Linked DNA regions of Sus scrofa: region 1 is linked to region 2. Evidence: chromatin contacts called from public Hi-C data. All regions are on one chromosome and are shown on one strand. The core of a region is the stretch at or near the end of the contact, and the rest is flanking DNA. Distances in the headings are between cores, read along the strand shown. Region 1 holds the start of SNAPC2 (snRNA-activating protein complex subunit 2). Region 2 holds the start of RAB11B (RAB11B, member RAS oncogene family).

What was found. Hi-C and Micro-C count contacts between places; a contact is called where the count stands out from the background.
Region 1: a Hi-C map of liver shows a contact between it and region 2, with 4 times the contacts expected there. The contact joins the promoter of SNAPC2 here to the promoter of RAB11B in region 2. A contact is called at or near these places in 1 of 47 Hi-C or Micro-C datasets (liver) and 1 of 2 datasets of contacts at active chromatin or transcription factors (alveolar macrophages).

What each region holds. Positions count from the first base shown.
Region 1 is chr2:71,292,885-71,296,373 of Sscrofa11.1, reverse strand. SNAPC2 (snRNA-activating protein complex subunit 2) reads left to right here and starts at 1,866. Exons shown (of 5, transcript XM_003123198.4): 1 at 1,866-2,700; 2 at 3,320-3,439. The coding sequence starts at 2,518. TGFBR3L (transforming growth factor-beta receptor type 3-like protein) reads left to right here. Exons shown (of 7, transcript XM_021083896.1): 4 at 133-259; 5 at 362-520; 6 at 721-793; 7 at 1,006-1,414. The coding sequence ends at 776. LOC110259350 (a long non-coding RNA gene) reads right to left here and starts at 1,423. Exons shown (of 2, transcript XR_002341675.1): 1 at 1,283-1,423; 2 at 886-1,103.
Region 2 is chr2:70,894,734-70,897,853 of Sscrofa11.1, reverse strand. RAB11B (RAB11B, member RAS oncogene family) reads left to right here and starts at 1,685. Exons shown (of 5, transcript NM_001244875.1): 1 at 1,685-2,118. The coding sequence starts at 2,079.

The DNA.
Region 1 (3,489 bases), core at 617-3,116, 400 kb before region 2:
TTTCCGAGGGTCTAGTGGTGCGACTCGTGGTTGGAACAGAGTGCTGGACGCTTAGATCTTTTGGGAGCCCTGGGGACCAGCCCCTCGAGCCGGGGCCCTGACGCCCCCGTTTCTTGCCTCCTCTCCTCCTAGTGTCTGCCTCAGGATGAGGCGTGCGCGGGCGCCGGCAGTGGCAGCGCTGAGAGTCTGGGTGCTGACGGCTCCCACCTGCACACGCTGACGCAGCCCATCGTGGTCACTGTGCCGCGGCTGCCCCCCAGTGAGCGTGCAGTAGTCCTGCGCGGGGGTCCCTGAGGTCGGGAACTGGGGTGGGGAGGACATCCGAGGCCTAAACCCAGTCTCAGCACTGTACTCCTCACAGGGCCACCCAAGGGCGTCCCCGGCAGAGAGGCGCGCCCCGAGCCTCCCGCGCCAGCTCCAGGAGCCCTGGAGCCCGCGCCGGTGGTGGCACTTGTGTTGGCCGCCTTCGTGCTGGGCGCCGCTCTGGCTGCCGGGCTCGGCCTCGTCTGCGCGCACTCAGGTACCAGCCTCCGCCCCGACCCCCGACCCCCCCAGGATCTCTACCTGGCCCCCAGCCTATTCTGGCGCGTCCTGTCCCCAGGTCGCTTTGATCCCAGCCTGCAAGGGCCTGACCATGCCTCCGCTACGCCCGCAGAATCCCCCAGGGGGCGCCCTTGCCCAGGCCCTTACCCAACCCCTCAGCTTGTCTTTCCTCTCCAGCGCCCCCACCCCCTGGCCCGCCTCCAAGAACCTCGCCGGGCGGCCCCCAGCCCTGAAGGCCCCAGTAAGGCAGGTAAGAGTTGGGGGCAGAGATGAGGGGGAATGTCAAGTGGGGCCGGTAGGACAGCTGGAGGAGGGAGGTGATAATGACTCTTATACAGCGCGTTCTCTCTGCCAGGCAGAATTCCAAGTTTTTTACGCATGTTAATCCCTGTAACATGGTAGATACTTTTATACTCCCCATAATGGAGATACGAAAAATGAGGCACTCTCTGACTTGCCAAGGTCACAAAATTTGGTGAAGATGAGATTTGAACTCGGTGGCCCGCGGCGGATTGCAGGCTCAGCGTCGCAGGAAAGGACCTCAACATCTCAGGCAGGCACTAGGCAAAGAAATTTGGGTTTCAGACCTAGCACTCACCCTCACCCCAGCACACAGACTGATGGGGCGGCCAATGATCGGCTGGAAAGGGGGTGACCCGCCTCTGTGTCCTACTCCCCGCTCAACCCGAGTCGCCCTTCCCCAGAGATGGCGCGCCCCCAACAGGGTCCGGAGACATACCAACCACGGCCTCAGACCACGCCCGCCAGGACTTCGGATTCGAAGGGACCACAATCCCTGCGCCCCGCCTCCTCTCGTTCCTCCTCCCATCCTCCCACCTGGATTCAAAATAAACACGTGGCCTGAACTGCAGAGTTCTGAAGTTGGCGTAGGCGCTTAGCTCGTGGGTGGGGAATCAGGGTTGGGAGAGGTCCAGACTGGAGGGGTGGGGCTTTGGGGCGGAGCTCAAACGCATACAAATACGTGCCAGAGGAGACCCAAGGGCATTTTGTTCCATATAAAAGAAAGGATACCCAACCCTAGCAGCTTAAATTTTATTTTAATTATTTATTTTGCTTTTTAGGGTCGCACCCGGGGCATATGGAAGTTCCCAGGCTAGGGGTCGAATCGGAGCTGTAGCTGCCTGCCTACTCCACAGCCACAGCAACGGGGAAACCAAGCCGTGTCTGCGACCTACACCATAGCTCACAGCAAATGCCAGATCCGCGAATCACTGAGCGAGGCCAGGGATCCAACCCGCATCCTCAAGGATACTAGTCGGATTCATTTCCGCTGCGCCACAACGGGAACTCCCTTAAATTTTAAATAAGCCTCCTCTCCTTCCTCCACCCCTACACCGGCCCACCTGCCTTCTCAAAGAGGGAACTTATTCGCGCTCCACTCCCACCGCCCAGATCCTGCCGTCGCTTAAGCCACAAGCTCAGGTCTACCCCAGCCCCCTCTCCCTCTAGCCTAAAGGTCCTCAAATCCCTCCTGCCAGAGCTCCTTCCTCCCCGCACAGAAGGGCAGGACTATTAACTCCATTTTACGGTTGAGGAAATTGAGGCTAGGCACGGCCAAGTCACTTGCTCACCAGTCGGGGCTAGCCGACCCCACAACCCAGGCTCTTGGCTACGACTGGATAGTTGCTTTCTGGCCAGGGCCCACCCCTCTGCGAGTTTCCCAAGACTTAGTCCTGGACTGGAGAGAAGGCACGAGATCTAAGGTGTCGGCTCCAGTTCACAAAAGAGATAGAATGCGTGTGTGTGTGTGGGGGGGTCTTTTCCGCTCCCGCCTCAGATACCACTCCTTCCATTTTTTCCCAGGATGGCAGTTCGCTTCCGATTGCAAACGCAGAGCCACGCCCCCGTCCCTTTCTGCCTCCGCGCGGGCCTTTTTGGCTCCACCGGCCGCCGTAACCCCGCCCACCACGGAAACGGCTCAGCTGCAACACCGCCCTCCCGCGCCGCACCGGCATGAAGCCTCCTCAGCGGCGGCGAGCCGCCCCAGCGCGCTATCTGGGAGAGGTGACCCGGCCCGCGGCCTGGAGCGCCCGCGAGAAGCGGCAGCTTTTACGACTGCTGCAGGCGCGACGGGGCCAGCCGGAGCCGGACGCCGCCGAGCTGGCCCGGGAACTGTCGGGCAGAAGTGATGCGGAGGTAAGAGGGGTCCGGAGACGGGAGCGAGGCTGGAGGCGGGACTAGGATGCGTCCAGGACTGGCGGCGGGGCGGGTCCTGGTAGTGGGCGGGTGGAGGGTGAGGCTTAGGGCGGGGGCGAGGCTGAGGAACCGGAAGAACGCTGGAGGAGGCGGGACTGGTGCGAGGCTAGGCAGTGTGTCCCTGCGAGAAGCTGAGGGCGGGGTGGGGGCGGGGCATGGCGCGTCTTGGGGCGGGGCTAGGAGGAGGCAGTGCCCTGGAAGGCTGAGGGGGCGGGGCGAACTCTGAGTAAGACCCGGTCTCCGCCCGGGACTGGAAGGAAATTGCAGCCAGCACCTGGGCGGGAATGAGGTTGAAATGAGTCGGGGAATGGGGCAGAGTGGACGAAGTTGGGAGGTGACTAGGGTAGTACTTAGCACGGGCTTGGGCCCTGCCAAAGGGAGGAGCCAGAACTGGCCTTGCATCTTTGTCAGGTAACGGATCACACCTGGGGCCTTGGCCCGAGACCCTTAAGGGTCACTGTGACTCAACCCCGGGCTAGCGGGAGGCCAGAGAGTAGGCAGTGGACTGCTTAAGCCCTGGACTTAAAATCCATTTGGTCTCCTCCTCTCACTTCTCCAGGTCCAGGACTTTCTGCGGCAGCTCAAGCGCCGAGTGGCCCGGGAAGCCATTCAGAGGATGTATCCTGGTGGCCCACAAGGTCTAAGACGCCAGGAAGCACAGCCCCCAGCCCCCATCGAGGTGAGGCAGGGTCAGGCTCCCCAGAGCCAGCTCCTGGGGAATGAGGTGGG
Region 2 (3,120 bases), core at 436-2,935:
GGGTAAAGGGCACAACAGGTAGCTTGAGGAGCAGGACACTCCATGGGACCAGGGAGTGATGACAGGGCCAGTATATGGGTGGTGGCAACAGAGGGGGAGAGAAGGGGTCAGGAGGAAGGAGGGACAGAATAACGTAGTTGAGGGAGGGGATGGGAGAGAAGGGCAGGAGAGTAAAGGTTGAGAAGGGGACAGGAGTCCATGAACTCTGGCTTTGATGATGGTGGAAGAGAGATGGAGTCACTGGAGGAGAAGAGAATATGGGAAAAGAGGTCAAATTTGTATGTGGGATGCTAGGTGGACATCCCAGGGAAGAGGTCCAAGTGGCAATAATAATTATTATTACAATTAGCACATGAGCCCCACTCTGACATTATCATTAATCATTTATTGAGCACTGTGGACACAACACCGACTGCCACAGACACAGCCCCTGCCTTCACTGGGCTGATGTTCTGTTGGTGAGGAACAGAAACTAAATAAACTACTGGACTGTGAAAATTTTATTTTTATCTTTTGCTTTCTAGGGCTGAACCCAGAGCACATGGAAGTTCCCAGGCTAGGGGGGAATCCCAGCTACAGCTGCCAGCCTATGCCACAGCCACAGCAAAGCCAGATCCAAGCCACATCTGCGACCTACACCACAGCTCACGACAACACCAGATCCTTAACCCACTGAGCAAGGCCAGGGACTGAACCAGCATCCTCATGGATACTGGTTGGGTTTTCCTCTGCACCACAATGGGAACTCCTAGATTGTGAAAATTTTAAAAAGGAAACCTCAGCTAAAATTGGAGTCAGGAAAGGCTTTCAGAGGGAGCTCTTACGCCCAACCACTCCTCAAAGACCCCAATCAGGAAGACATCAGTTACAGACCCCAATCACAAGAGACTTACCTTGCACTCCCAAACAGACACTGCAACTACTTCATTAAAGGAGAAAAGATTTTCTTCCCTCCCAGCAACAAGCCCAGCCAATGAAGACACCACAGCTTAGCCAATGAGATGCTGTCCTTACCTGAACGCTTACTTTCCTCCAAACGAACTTTTGTTTTTTTCTCTCGTCATGACTTCTTTGTCTCACCCTCCTTCCTATAAACGTCTTCCATTTTGAGCAACCTTTCGGACTATCTCTGCTTAACAGATGAGATGCTACTTGACTCACGAATTTTTTAATAAAGGCTATTAGATCGTCAAATGTACTCACCTGAATTTTGCTTTTTAACAGGGCGGAGAAAGAAATACTTCGTCAAGTAGGGATAAATCCTTGGGGGCGAGGGGGTTGTGGAATAAAACAACATAAGGGGACAGAGAAGGAATGACACGAAGGATTTATAAATATTTGTTAAACAAAGACTTAATGACAGACTGTGGATGGTTGTTTTAGTAGGTATTTAAGTAAATGGTCTAATCATACTCCAAATATTCCATAAGGTGAGTTTCTTCCGTTATACAAAGGGAGGAAGCTGAGGCAGGGGTATCTTAACGAGTCACCAATGCAGGGATAGAAACTGCAATCCAGAGAGAGGGGATCTCCCTCTAAGCTGAAAAGGTCCCCAAGCAGACGCCCCCCCGGAAAAGGCCATTTATGGGGCAAGCGGTGGGGGGAGCGTCCAGAAGAGCCGCGCGCATTGACCTATGACGTCATTGGGACGTTAAATAGCGTAACACTACCTGGACGTAGCCCCATTTCCCTTCCCGGACAGGTCCTCTGGTGGTCCGGAGCTGTCTGATTCAAACCTCTCATTGGCTACTCGCTCCGTCAATCCGTTTCATCTTATGGTCTTCCGACCCGCCTTCCAGATCTAGCCTTTGATAGGCTGAAGAGGCCGTCACTTCAGAAAGGTCCGCATTCCTTCCGCCTTTCTCCAGGAGACCGAGGGCGAAAAAGGTGGATCTCCGACGGTGCCCACCCCGGGGGCTCTGCTTAAGCCTCTTATTGGCTACTCTGGGTGCCGGTCGCTACGCCATCCACCGCTGATTGGGCATCCGGCCGCCGCTCTGCGCGGCGCCGGCTCCGCCCCCGTCGGGTGTTTGTGGTGGGGCTGCGGAGTCGCCGATCCCGCCGGAAGCGCCAGGACAATGGGGACCCGGGACGACGAGTACGACTACCTATTCAAAGGTGCGGCCGGTGGGGCACAGACGGGCTATGAGCGGCAGCGAAGCGGTGGGCAGGCGCCGAGGCTGCACTCCAGGCCTCTGGCCCCAGACTGGAGCCAGAGGGTTGGCGCCCGGCAGGCTAGGCAGCCAGGAAAGCCACTGCGGGTCGGGCATGATCAAGTTTAGGCCAGGGTTTGCGGCCCCGCGAGGCAGGCTGCCCAGAGAGGCTTGGGGGCCCTGGATGCACCGAGGCGGGGCCAGGGCCCAGAGGGGGTGGGGCCGGGGGCGGTGGGACAGGCCGTTAGAGGCGGGGCCTTCAGAGGGGGCGGGGTCGTCCCAGCGTTTGGCGGGCCGGGCTAGGTGGAAAGCGCCCTTAGCGGTGGGGGCGGGGCCTTTAGAGGCGGGGCTGGGATGTGGTGGGCGTGTCCAAGAAGTAGGCTGGGCTGCACGGGTGGGGGCGGTGCTCGCACGGAGTGGCAGGGGAGAGCCTTGATTGGTGGCAGTGCGTCTGGGGGCGGAGCCCTGGAAGGGAGGGGCGGACAATGGGGGTTGAGGTGTTGAATGGAGCCTGGTTTGGAGTGCGGGAGTCTGGATTGAGAGGAGTACCTGCGTTTGGGGGTTGTGGGGGTCGGAGGTGGGGGGGGATACTAAGTGTGCTGGACCCAGGCCTGGTGCTTAACAGCAACAATTATCTCTTAACTTTTAGAACTATAATAGCACCATCCAAGTACCTGCACTTTTCTAAGCACTTTATACACATGAATTCATTGAAACCCTCACCACAGCCAATGAGGTCAGTATTTTCCATCCTGTCTCTTTATGGACCTGGATACTAAGGCGCAGTTAATAAGTGTTGGAGCAGGATTTGAACCCAGGCCACATAGGGAGTGTATCTGAGGGAGCCCGTGACCAAGATCTGGGACTGGGCTTGTCAGACCACCTCCTCCAAACTGCTGGAGGATCTTCTCTGACCCTGGGGGACAGAGGGCTCTAGAAGCTTCAAGTAACCCCTGGGCAGGGCAGG